Linked DNA regions of Hordeum vulgare: region 1 is linked to region 2. Evidence: chromatin contacts called from public Hi-C data. All regions are on one chromosome and are shown on one strand. Each heading gives the region's core, a stretch centred on a gene start, on an enhancer-like site or on the middle of the called end of the contact. The rest is flanking DNA. Distances are from core to core; before and after follow the strand shown.

Region 1 (6,699 bases), core at 1,630-4,129, 290 kb after region 2:
GGGCCTCGTGCTTAAGTTGGATTATGAAAAAGCTTATGATAAAGTGAATTGGGAGTTTCTCTTTGATATGTTGCAATCTAGAGGTTTTGGGAATAGGTAGATTTCTTGGATTAAAAGTATTATGATCAATAGCACATTTAGTGTGAAAATTAATGATACTGTAGGTCCCCATTTGGGGGGGGGGCTTAAGCAAGGGGATCCCTCCTCCCCCATGCTTTTTAATTTGGTAACTGATGTGTTTACTAAAATGTTGCAAAAAGCTGTTGGTCAGAATTTAATTGCGGGGCTTTTGCCTCATATTATACCTGGAGGGGTGATTAGTTTACAGTATGCTGATGATACTATTCTCTTTCTAGAGAGTTCTGCAAATAAAGCTAGACACTTTAAGTGGTTGCTGACCTGCTTTGAAAACCTTTCTGGCTTGAAAATCAACTTCCACAAGAGTGATCTTATGACCATCAATGTGGAAGAAACTCTGGCTAAGGATTTTGCTCAGATTTTCTGTTGCAAAATGGGGAAATTTCCAATTAAATAGCTTGGAGTTCCCCTTCACTATGATAATCTTAGGAGGGAAGATATACAACCTATCATTGATAGGATCATCAAAAGTTTGTCTGGTTGGATGGGGAGATTTCTCACCTACAGAGGAAAAATTGTTTTGTTGTGTGCCTGCATTATTAGTATTCCTGCTTATCTCATGTCTATGATTAAGTTTCCTCAGTGGGTGATTACTTCCATTAATACTTAGATGGCTCATTTTTTCTGGGGGGATCTTGAGGATCAACATAAATATCATTTAGCTAAATGGGGTCTGATTACTAGGAAGAAAGAATTTGGGGGGTTGGGTATTCCTAATCTTAAAGAGTTCAACATGTCCTTATTAGCTTCACGGGGGAAACGTTTTCTTGATGATTCTGATAAAGACCGGAAGAAGATTATTAAATATAAATATATGCAGAATTCCAGCAACATCTTGTGGTGTGGGAATAATCATGGTTCTTCCTTCTGGAAGAGTATTACCTGGGCCCTGGGTGGGGCTAAAATATTCTATAGATGGAATTTGGGGGATAGTGAATCTATTAAATTTTGGGAAGATGTGTGGGTTGGGGAATATTCCCTTAGAACACAATTTTGGCCTTTATATGATATTTGTAATCAGGTGGATTGCAGTGTTGCCCAGGTCTGGGATGGCCATATACTTAGGTTGTCGTTTAGACGATGTGTTGATCAGGCAGGACTGGCTCTGTGGAACCAGTTGGTAGAAGTGGTTAAGCAGTCAAGGCTGTCTGGTAACCCGGATAAGCCTTTTTGGAGACTTGAATCAAAAGGTGTATATACAGTTAAGTCATTTTATCATCAGATTAACTTTGGGGGTGTGGTTTCTACCACATGATCGAGTCTATGGAAAGTGATATGTCCCCAAAAAATTCATGTTTTTCTGTGGTTATGTGCGCATAATAAGGTGTTAACTAGAGACAACTTAGAAAAACGTAGACCTGTTGATGATACTTCTTGCCTCTTCTGTAGCTGTAAAGAAACGGTGCAACATCTTTGGTTTGATTGTATCGTTGCTAGACAGGTATGGGGTTTCCTTGTGGAAACACTTAATATCCAAGACATTTTAAGTTTTGATGATGCGATTGTACTTTGGAGGAGGGATCATAAGAAGAATCGTGTGCTTAATATGATTATTGCTGCCTCCCTTTGGAGTGTTTGGAAACTTAGGAATGAAATGTGTTTTCAGGGGCGAGTTTGGAGAAATGTCAACTGCATTCTTGCAAAGCTGGGGATTCATCTCGATCAATGGAAGATCTTGCTCTCGGCGCGCTCAAGCAGAACTAATCCGTGGATTCATCAGGCAATTGGACAGACGGCGAGGGGAGCTTCTTCGCATTGCCTGGAGATGACCGTGGAGGGGCGAGATTAGGTGTTAGGCCTTTTTTCCTTTGAGTCTGTTGAACTCCCCAGTTTGGTGGCTATTTTGGCTTGCAATAAGTTCCAGCGTACTTTGGTTGTGAGGTATTGTTTAGGCTGCTGGTAGTTGGAGTTTCGTTGCTCTTTGTTCAGGATCTTTGCTTGCTTCATTTTAATAAAATGGGGCAGGGGGAAACCCCTTTCATTTTAAAAAAAAAACCCGGAGGAAGTAGATGTTAAATATCGCAGTAGAGAATGTAACAAAAATGGCTCACACTTTAGCTGCGCATGGCGCGTGTACGAGGAACGGGTGCCTAGAAACCTGGATGGGTCAATTCCGAGAGTTTGTAACAGAAGTTGTAGCTGGCGACGTGCCCGGCGTATTAAGTTAGTTAATGGATTGCTATGTTTTCCTTTAAGAAAAAACATGTAAGTTCACCGTGAAATGGAACACTACATGCATGCGTGTGGTCTTGTGTGGATCTTGGCCGCACACAAGATGCCAAAGCCGCCCATGCATTTTGAAGGACACGCACGAAGCTAGCCCAGATGCTGCTGCCGGTGAGAGAGACGCAAAGGCCAACAACACACGAGGGGGACGCAGTCACTAGTTGCGTTGCGTGGCGTGGTCACCGGCGCTGGTAGGTCCCGTGAGCTGGCGCGGATCATTGACCCCCCGGCCCGGCGTGCCACCACCTGGTTGTTGGCCGCTGTCTCTGTCTGTCTGGCCCGCTTCGCGCAAGACACCCCCGCGTCACCTGTATTTCCGTTCCACTCCATCCGTAGCTCTACGGCAATCCCTATCCATATGAGCTACTCTACTACAGTAGTACTACTCGCTAGCAAGTGACTGGACCGTAACGCGATACGCGAAACCACCAAGGGGCCAAACGAAAAACCGCTCGCATCTCGCGCCACATATACATACATTAACCTCGACGAGATGATTCTCTCACCCAACCACAATTTAAAACCCCGAGAATCATCCCTACGGATTTTACGAAAATGCCCCCGGAGCTCCTCGCTTGCCTCTTCCTGGCCCTCGTCGCCGTCTCCGCCTCCGGCGCGGCGGCGGCCCGGCGCCACCCGACCCCGGCGAACTCCACCGCCACGGGGAACCCGGTGTACATCTGGCCGCTGCCGAAGAACTTCACCTCCGGCACGCGGACCCTCGCCGTCGACCCCGACCTCGCGCTCGACCCGCGGGGCCCCGGCGGCGGCGCCTCGGCCGTCGCCGAGGCGTTCGGGAGGTACAGGTCCCTCATCTTCTCCCCGTGGGCGCACGCGGCCCGCCCCGCCTCGGCGGGGTACGACGTCGCCACGCTCACCGTCGTCGTCGCCTCCGCCGATGAGACGGTACGGCTGCTCTGTTCCTAGTGTTGCTATGCTCCGAGGTTTGGCTGTCGCTTGCTTCATCTGGGTAAGGGCGCGACGCCAGCGTGAGTTCTCTCCATTTTTTTTCTGGGATGCAGCTGGAGCTGGGAGTGGACGAGAGCTACACGATCTACATCGCGGTGGCGGGCGGCGCCAATTCCATCGTCAGCGGAGCAACCATAGAGGTGGTGTTTCTTCTCTTCCATTCCATCAGATACCTACGTTTTGAGTGATTTGATGAAATGCTTTGAGAGAATTTCAGCAAAATTCTCTCAAAATTACTCGTTGGTAGTGAGTAGATGTGGGGGCTGTTTTCCTGCAGATGCAGCATAATCTAATAATACAGTTTCTGTTTGGATGAACTTTTTTCGTTGGGATTTGGGCTAAAGCTTGCACATATTTTCGTGTGTTGTGAAATGTGGAAGCGAGCCTTTTCCGTTGGGAATTGGGCTAGATTTTTCCGTTGTAATTAGTTTCCTGTGTTTAATCGTGGAATGATGAATCATCATGATGTTTACTACTACAGAATTGGAACTAATAATTTGGATTGGAGGGCGTGGTACTCCATTTGCTATACATCTTGTGCATCTTTGATCTTTACATGCATGTAATGAACTCTAGGCACAAAACACTTTGACCTTGGGTTATCTTACGAGCAGCTGAGCAGCTGCCACGGGGAATGCTCACATTGCTATACATTACATCAATTGGATTTAAGTGATGGTCAATGGCTGTGGAGCACTTAACGACTACGGTTAGTTTCTGGCAATAGTACAGTGACAGGTGTTTGTATCTCAACTTAGTCCTTTTACATAAGACATTCTAACAGGTCTGTTAGATGCATGAGTTTTGACAATTGGAAATTAGTTTTGTCAGGAAGAAACTTATTTATATTTATAGAATTGTTCCACCTCTCTTCTATATGCACAAGCATAGTGTCACTGAAGCTAGTTTGTCTGCCCTTGTAGGCTAATACCATATATGGAGCTATTCGCGGATTAGAGGTATGGCCATGTTTTGCAGAATTTGAGATTTGAGGGACCCCCATTTGTATATATCTACGTTAATAACCTGCTACTTGTACACCTGTTTTACCATCTTTGAAGGGCTAGTTAGAGCTCATAGAATCTCCTGTGTGTGAGAATATTGGTCATAAGCACTCACTTGAAGATGCCTTTGGTCTGATTTATCCATTCACTAACCAGCATTACAATTTCCCCCCTTGTTGGATTATTTGACAGACATTCAGTCAGTTATGTGTTTTTAACTACGACACAAAAAATGTTGAAGTGCGCTATGCACCATGGTACATTCAGGATGAACCACGCTTTGCCTTCCGTGGCTTGATGCTAGGTAAAGTATCAATTACTCTAAGGCTTAAGCTAATATGACTGGGTAATTGACTGCAATGTAAATGGAGAATGGCATGATGATTAGTCTTCCCTCTGTCACTTCTGTTGCAGACACCTCAAGGCATTACCTCCCAGTTGATGTGATAAAGCAAGTCATTGACTCCATGTCATTTTCTAAGCTGGTAACCTATTATCTTTGGGATCATGCCAGTAGTTTACCTGAATTACCTCTCCTTCCTCCATAGCTTCATACTCAAACTAGAGTTGTGTCCAGTAGAACGTTCTTCATTGGCATATCATCGACGAACAATCTTTTCCATTGGAGATACCATCATATCCAAATCTATGGAAGGGTTCATATTCAAAATCAGAGCGGTACACAGTGGAAGATGCACGCTATATTGTCAGGTATGTAAAGTTTGTAATTTAACTTTGTATTTTATAATATTCTTTATATATTCTATTGTCAAGTTTTTTTATTTCACTTATGTACCTGACTGATCTTTTCTAATTGTTTTCACCGCGACTTCTCATCTGCAACTTCACAATGCTAAAGTTATGCTAAGAAAAGAGGTATGCTCTAGTTGATGAATTTTCTTGTCATCTTACTGTGTTCTAAAAAAATATATTTAAGAAATACAGATATGCAAAGGAAAGACACACTAATTCTGTAGAAAGTTACGAGGGATCATATATGTTAATTACACACTGACATGTTTACCGAACTCTTCATCATGTGTTCCTTAATGCTTGTGCAAACAATTAGTCTGCTGAAAAGGCTTCACGTTTTTACTATTATTTTACTTCTCTCAGGTATTCATGTCATGGCGGAGATTGACGTACCTGGTCATGCAGAATCATGGTGAGTTTGCCTGTAGACTTCATGATACTGTATTATGTTTGGATACCTTTTTTTTTTCTCGGTTGGTCCGTAATGTAAACCTAGTTACTCCTGTACAAAATATTAAAAAAAAGCACCTGTTGTTTTGTATATCATTTAGCTGCAAAGTTTTGTTTAACCAAACAGGTTGTTGCTCCAGGCTCCCATGATTGAGTACATCAATATTTAATCACTATTTGTGCTATCTGATTAATTAGATGTATTACACACTTGTGTATCCAACTACCCAAGCAACTGAAGATTTAGTAAATAGGTTACCTGACTACGCAAGCAATCATTGCAGATTAAATGTTTTATTTTTCATGGTTCTTGTTATATGAACTTATGGAGTACCCATTTGTTTTCTGCTCTACAAAATTTATTCATGCTTTTAAACATCTGCAGGGGAAATGGATATCCAAAACTTTGGCCTTCTCTTAGCTGTACAGAGCCATTAGATGTTTCTAGTAATTTCACATTCGAAGTAATAACTGGAATTTTGTCTGGTTAGTTCCTCTTTTATCCCTTTTTTCTTGCAAAGTTCAGTTAACCTATTGAAGCAGAACCACCCAGGGTCTTACTGGCTAATACCATAGATGGTAGGCTAGCCAGCCTGGTTTCGAACAGCAGCTTCCCCTTGATTAAAATTGAGGCCTAGTTCCTCTTGGGCCTTACTCCCAAAAAAGTCAATTCATTTAAGAATTAACTAGTTATGTTCAATGTCAACTCCCTTGCTATTTATGTTTGACCTTGAGTGTTATTTTTCTTCGAAAGTAAACAAGAAAAGAATGTGAAATGTAAGACAGGAAAGGCACATTATACATTTATGCCATTCAACATATATATCACAGTTCACATTTGTATTTGGTGCTTTACCTAGTAGTGGTCCTTCACAGGTGAGTATTAAAATGGACCGAATAACTCAACTTTGCCTATATTTTACCATTATAAGCTTACTCGTGAAGTTATTTAATTAACTATATAATTTCATGAACCAATAATTTGTTAGAAACATCTGACATGCCTTCTGTAGGACCTAGCCAATAACTGTATGTCCTATATTGGATTGGACATTTAGGTTTTGTAGAAGCATGTGCAGGCTATATTGACCACATAAGCAGTGCAAGGCATACATAATTCTGTATAGCTGGAGTAGGACCATCGTCCTGTACAATATCT
Region 2 (5,768 bases), core at 1,840-4,339:
CCTCTTTGTCGTGCTTCCCATTACCATGCTCCAAGAATGTATGACCCATATGTCCACATACGTAACAAAACAACGGCATTTTCTCATAAAGGATGGAGTAATAAACTTTCCGTTGATTTTTGGTTATAGAGACAAACCTCATCAGTGGTTCATTGACATTCAGCCTGACTCGGACCCTGACGATCCTTCCATTACCCCATCTAGGGTTTAGCATGACACTCGATACCTCCCCAACTTTCCTGGTCAACGAGCGTACCACCTGTTCCTTCCTATACATAGGAGGTAGGTCAACTATTTGGATCCAAACTGCCAGTTTATCCATCGCCACCTCGTCAAATTTTGTAAATCCATCGTATGGTTCCATCAAAACCCCATGGTCCCTGAAGAGCCAAGGTCCTTCTTCTGTAATCCTCTTCCAATCGCCCATGCAGTTTACCGTGATCGAGAAGAGATTTGCTCCTAGCGCGCTGAAGGTAGCCCCCTGTGCCAGGCTCCAGGCCATGCGCATGCTCTCATAGAACGCTTCCCGGGAGAAGGGTTTCTCGGTATGAACTTTGGCTATCACTATGAACTCCGCTCCCGCAGTCTCCTCCGGGAACTCCTCTTCGAAGTTGAGATCGTCCTCCTCTCTCTCTTGCAGATTCAGTTTTCCTATCAGATCATCCAGACCCATCGCCTTATCCGCCATGGTCGTGCTACTCGCCGAAGATCTAGAGCCCGACGTCGCCATAAACAGCGGCACAACTCCGGCACAGGTCACGATCTCTACCCTGGTGCGGTTATATGGATGTCGTACCCCCGCTCCGGAGGGGAGTTGTAGTCAGATTGCAAGCAGGAACCCTAGACGTTTCCGCCAGGGGAGATAAACCCTAGGCTGCCGCCAGGGGAGTTGCTCGGCTTCGATTCTCTTAACCACGATCAATTTTAAAGCATGTCATGATGCCCAATGTATCGGTCAATCTAACAGCTTTAACATCGTCAATTTTTTTTATTGTGTGCAACGTCAAGCCCGATGGTATGTCGGGTTAATCCTCCTTTTTGAAAAAAATCCCTACCATAACCACGATCAACTTTAGAGCATGTCAGTCATTGGTATAAATGTTCATCTCAGCAGCCAACAACACGTCATATAAGCTCTTTAATGAAGTGTATGCTAACCGTATATAAAATAACTAAGCGGGTTCACCAGACGAACTTGTGCCTGAACCGTTGCTTCAAGTTTATACGATTTCATTCTCTCTCTTCTTTTATTATACGTCATGTCATCAAAATCATTTATGTGACAATTTAACAACGATGATCACGTGACTATTAGAGATGCCCTTATGATGCTCATCGTGTTGGTCAATCTTACGAGTTGACATTCTGTGCAAAGATGTGCAAACAAATTCTTTAATTAGATTTTGTATTTAAGAAAAAATATTTTTAAGTCCAAAGGACCAAAAATATTCCATTGGTGTTACATATTTGATGTAAAAAGATGATTAGTTATGAAAGTGTGTGGACCATGTTACATTGTGGCACACTTGCGAACATTATCATTTAGGTTTTAGAAGACGGCTAGTCAAGTCTATAATTAGTAAGCTTTGAATTAATTAAAAAATAAATTAAAATAAATAATTTTAATTAAGCTTCTAAAATAATTTTGATAGAGGACAACTTATTTTTAGAGGAAAACATTTTAAATCAATGGTTGATTTCTCCCTCCAGTAAACCGCCTCTTTTTCGCGCCACATGTCCCAGTGAAGCCCACGCATCGCATCCTTTCCAGGCTTATCTCCTATGCAATCTTCCTTCTCCACATGTTTCTCCCTTTTCCCCCTTTTCTAGACGCAGACACAACAACGCCGTGATCTAGGATCTCGTCGTCGACCAGGGGAAACTGCAACGTGAGTCCGCCATGGCGGCGGATCTGCAGTGTAGCAAGTTGCACGCGACCCGTGGAGCCGGAGCCCATGGATACTGTGTTGGAGCCCCCCGGGGCTGCAATGGAGCTCGGCCGGAGTTGCCATGGAGCTTCGTCGAAGCCATCGGCCTGCGTTGGAGCTCCGCCGGGGCTGCAATGGAGCTCGGTCGGAGTTGTTATGGAGCTTCACCGGAGCCGTCGATTTTGCGTTGAAGCTCCGTCAGGGCTTCAATGAAACTCGGTTGTAGTTGTGATGGAGCTTCGTTAGACCTGTCGGCGCTGCATTGGAGCTCCGTCGGGGCTGCAACGGAGCTCGCCGGACGCCCTCGGTGCTGGGTTGAAACTCCGCCAAGGCTTCGCTACTGCAGTGAAGCTGTCCAGATCCAACGACCACCAACATGCTAATCCATAAGCTGAACACGTTAATCTTAAAAAAAAAACCATCCGGTGATTCGTAGCAGCCGTCCCCTATTTTGAAAGACAAGAAAAGAACCGACCCTTATCTGGGTTGAGAGGCCGTGGCCCCTGCTGAGCTACATGTAGCTCTGCCAGTGGACCCGAGCCGCGAGCTGAGTGGGGAACAATTAACACCACAAACGCGTGACCACGGATCGATTCCTCCCACAACCATTCTACGTCAGAAAGAAATAGAAAGAAAAAAAAAAGGTTCCCGGTTCGTGCTCACGGGCGATGATGGGCACGTACGTACGTTCGCAAGCCCGTTGCGTCACTCAACTGCTCCCAGATGCAGAGGCTTCATCATCTTCCGAGCCGGGAATATCTTGCTACCCCGCAAAAACAACAAAAAAAAAAAAAGAAAAGATTTTGCTACGGTTTTCAGGACCCGTCCGCTCGACAGGCGCGCGGGGACGATTCCGGAGACAGACGTGCGCTTCCCCGTGCCCACGCCATACCCGTGTCGCGCCTTTTTCTTTTCTCTTCTTTTTTTTCTCCTTCTATATCTATAATCATGGCAAGATGAGAAATCCCGTGAAGTTTTTTCCTTTACTTTATTATTATTATTATTATTGTTTCCAAAAAAAGAGAGCCAATAATTCCTCAACTAACCAACAAACAAATGAAGAAGCCAGCTCCGTTCAACAGCATCCAAGAGAGAAAGTGCCCCTCGTCCACTGCCAAGCGGGCCCGGCGAACGGACCGGCGGGCCCCGGCAGTCAGCGCCGGGCGTCCCCAACGTCCGCTCGGGAGGGAGGGAGAACGGAAGGCGGTTAGTTAGTTGGTTCGTTAGCGGGGATAAGACGAACTCCCCCCGCTAACCACGGCCAGTTGGGCGGGGCTAAACACAATCCTAATCCAACTACCGGTAAAAAAAAAAAATTCCTTCTCTGGGGCTATAAATAGGCGGCGCCCGATCGATCGACCGATCCCACACCGCCTCATCGCACCCTCCTTCCTGCTCGCCACGGCAACCAGTTCCCCTTCCAGCCAGCCAACCAACCACCCTCTTTGATCGATCGTTCGGCGGCGATGGCGGTGGATCTGACCCCGAGGCAGCCGGCAAAGGCGTACGGCGGCGAGGGCGGCGCCTACTACGAGTGGAGCCCGGCGGAGCTGCCCATGCTCGGCGTCGCCTCCATCGGGGCCGCCAAGCTCTCGCTCGCCGCCGGCGGCATGTCGCTCCCCAGCTACTCCGACTCCGCCAAGGTCGCCTACGTCCTCCAAGGTGCGCATATACACCCGTCCCTCCCACCAATCCGTCTCCGGGCTCGGTCGATCCGTGCCGGGCTGTTCCCACCCCGCTCTGTTCGGTCCCCCGGATTTCCGGTTCGTGCATGGCCGCGTGTTTGATCGATCGACTCTGTTTGGTTCCACTCTCTGGTTTGGATCGGAAGTTTACCTTTTGCCTCCATCAACGATGAAATCGTGCTGGTTGTTTAGTTTCGTCGGTTCAGTTTAACAAGAAAACAGATACTGTTGCTCTACTTTACCGAATTGTAGAAGGTCGCGGGTTAATCGATCTTAGTTGGGTTCGATCCGTTGTGTGGATCGAATGCAGTCAACAGATTGGAGTCTGTTGGTTTCAGTCTCTGGTTTAGATCGGATGCAGTTGTGGATCGGAATTGGGCAGACTCGTCGCTCTCGTGATTTGTCTGTCGGCTGCACGGTGTGATCACTTCTGAAATCGTGCTAGTTGTTTAGTTTCGTCAGTTCAGTTTAACAAAAAAAAAAAAAAGTAGTTTTGCAGTACTTGCTGAATTTTATATTGTAGATGGTCGTGGATGAATAGAATTTGTTGGTTTTAGTCTGTTGTTTATATCGAATGCAGTAATAGATTGGAATTGAGCAGAGTCGTCGCTCTCCTAGATTATATATCTGTCGAATACATGAGCTCAGAAATCATGCTATAATTGTTTAGTTTCGTCAGCTTAACTGTCTGCATCACATCCCACTCATCTGGAATCAATGACAACACTAGTTTGTTCACAGCTACTCCCTCCGTCCCAAAATAAGTGTCTCAACTTTGTACTAGCTCTAGTACAAAGTTGTACTAAGCTTGAGATAGTTATTTTGGGACGGAGGGAGTATATCTTATTCTAGTACTTTATTGAATTATTCTCGTTATCGTTTTGATTAATTCCCTTTTGTTTAAGAGGTCGTGATCGTTCATCTCTCTTTATCAATTCAGCATGCCATAATTGTGTCCCAGCCTGTTGTTTTATTTAAATCCTTCTCTGATGTCACAACTTGGGCATCCATGACGGCCCCTCTAGTTTTAACACAAGAAATTTGTGATGATCCATGTCTGTTAGGAATTTCGTTGCTTAAATAAACTGTTGAAGAAATTGCTCAATGCAGTACTTTTTATTATGATGCCACCGTATACTATTGTCACATCATCTGTTTTAGGAATTTTGTTGCTGTTAATTTTTATGATCAACTGTTTTGATCATTTATAGCATGTACAGAGTAACTATCCAAATATTTGCCCCGTTTGGTATTTCGTTGCAGTAATTATTGGTAGTAATTTGTTGGAACATTCTTTCACTGCTTGCCAACTTTTGACTGATGCTGGTTTTTATCCCTAATTGATAGGCAAGGGAACCTGCGGCATTGTGCTGCCTGAGGCCACCAAGGAGAAGGTGGTCGCCGTGAAGGAGGGTGACGCTCTGGCGCTCCCCTTTGGGGTGGTCACCTGGTGGCACAACACCCCCGAGTCTGCCACTGAGCTCGTCGTCCTCTTCCTCGGCGACACCTCCAAGGGCCACAGGCCTGGCCAGTTCACCAACTTCCAGCTCACCGGTGCCAGCGGTATCTTCACCGGCTTCTCCACCGAGTTTGTCGGCCGTGCCTGGGACCTCAAGGAGGACGACGCTGCCAAGCTCGTCTCCAGCCAGCCAGCCTCTGGCATTGTTAAGCTCTCTGCCGGGCAGAAGCTGCCGGAGCCGGTTGATGCTGACCGCAAGGACATGGCCCTCAACTGCCTTGAGGCCAAGCTTGACGTGGACATCCCCAACGGTGGCCGCGTGGTGGTGCTCAACACGGTGAACCTGCCCCTGGTGAAGGAGGTTGGGCTCGGTGCTGACCTTGTCAGGATCGACGCCCACTCCATGTGCTCCCCGGGCTTCTCCTGTGACTCAGCGTACCAGGTGACCTATATCGTCCGTGGCAGCGGCCGCGTTCAGGTCGTTGGCCCTGACGGCAAGCGTGTGCTGGAGACCCGCATTGAGGGCGGCAGCCTCTTCATCGTGCCCCGCTTCCACGTCGTGTCCAAGATCGCTGATGCCTCCGGCATGGAGTGGTTCTCTATCATCACCACCCCCAAGTAAGAATGAGTACCTGAAACTGGTTGCCAGCATTGCATTACTCTGTATTTCATGCATGACTTTCGAGCTAATGCTAA

Evidence for each region. A called contact is a pair of places that touch in the nucleus more often than the background predicts.
Region 1: a Hi-C map of leaf shows a contact between it and region 2, with 3 times the contacts expected there. The contact joins the promoter of LOC123452215 here to the promoter of LOC123452028 in region 2. A contact is called at or near these places in 5 of 6 Hi-C or Micro-C datasets (leaf and seedling).

What each region holds. Positions count from the first base shown.
Region 1 is chr1H:20,119,390-20,126,088 of MorexV3_pseudomolecules_assembly, forward strand. LOC123452215 (beta-hexosaminidase 1) reads left to right here and starts at 2,880. Exons shown (of 15, transcript XM_045128864.1): 1 at 2,880-3,270; 2 at 3,387-3,473; 3 at 4,257-4,292; 4 at 4,530-4,641; 5 at 4,752-4,822; 6 at 4,918-5,048; 7 at 5,197-5,213; 8 at 5,454-5,502; 9 at 5,926-6,026. The coding sequence starts at 2,920.
Region 2 is chr1H:19,829,661-19,835,428 of MorexV3_pseudomolecules_assembly, forward strand. LOC123452028 (legumin A-like) reads left to right here and starts at 3,090. Exons shown (of 3, transcript XM_045128635.1): 1 at 3,090-3,590; 2 at 4,961-5,690. The coding sequence starts at 3,395.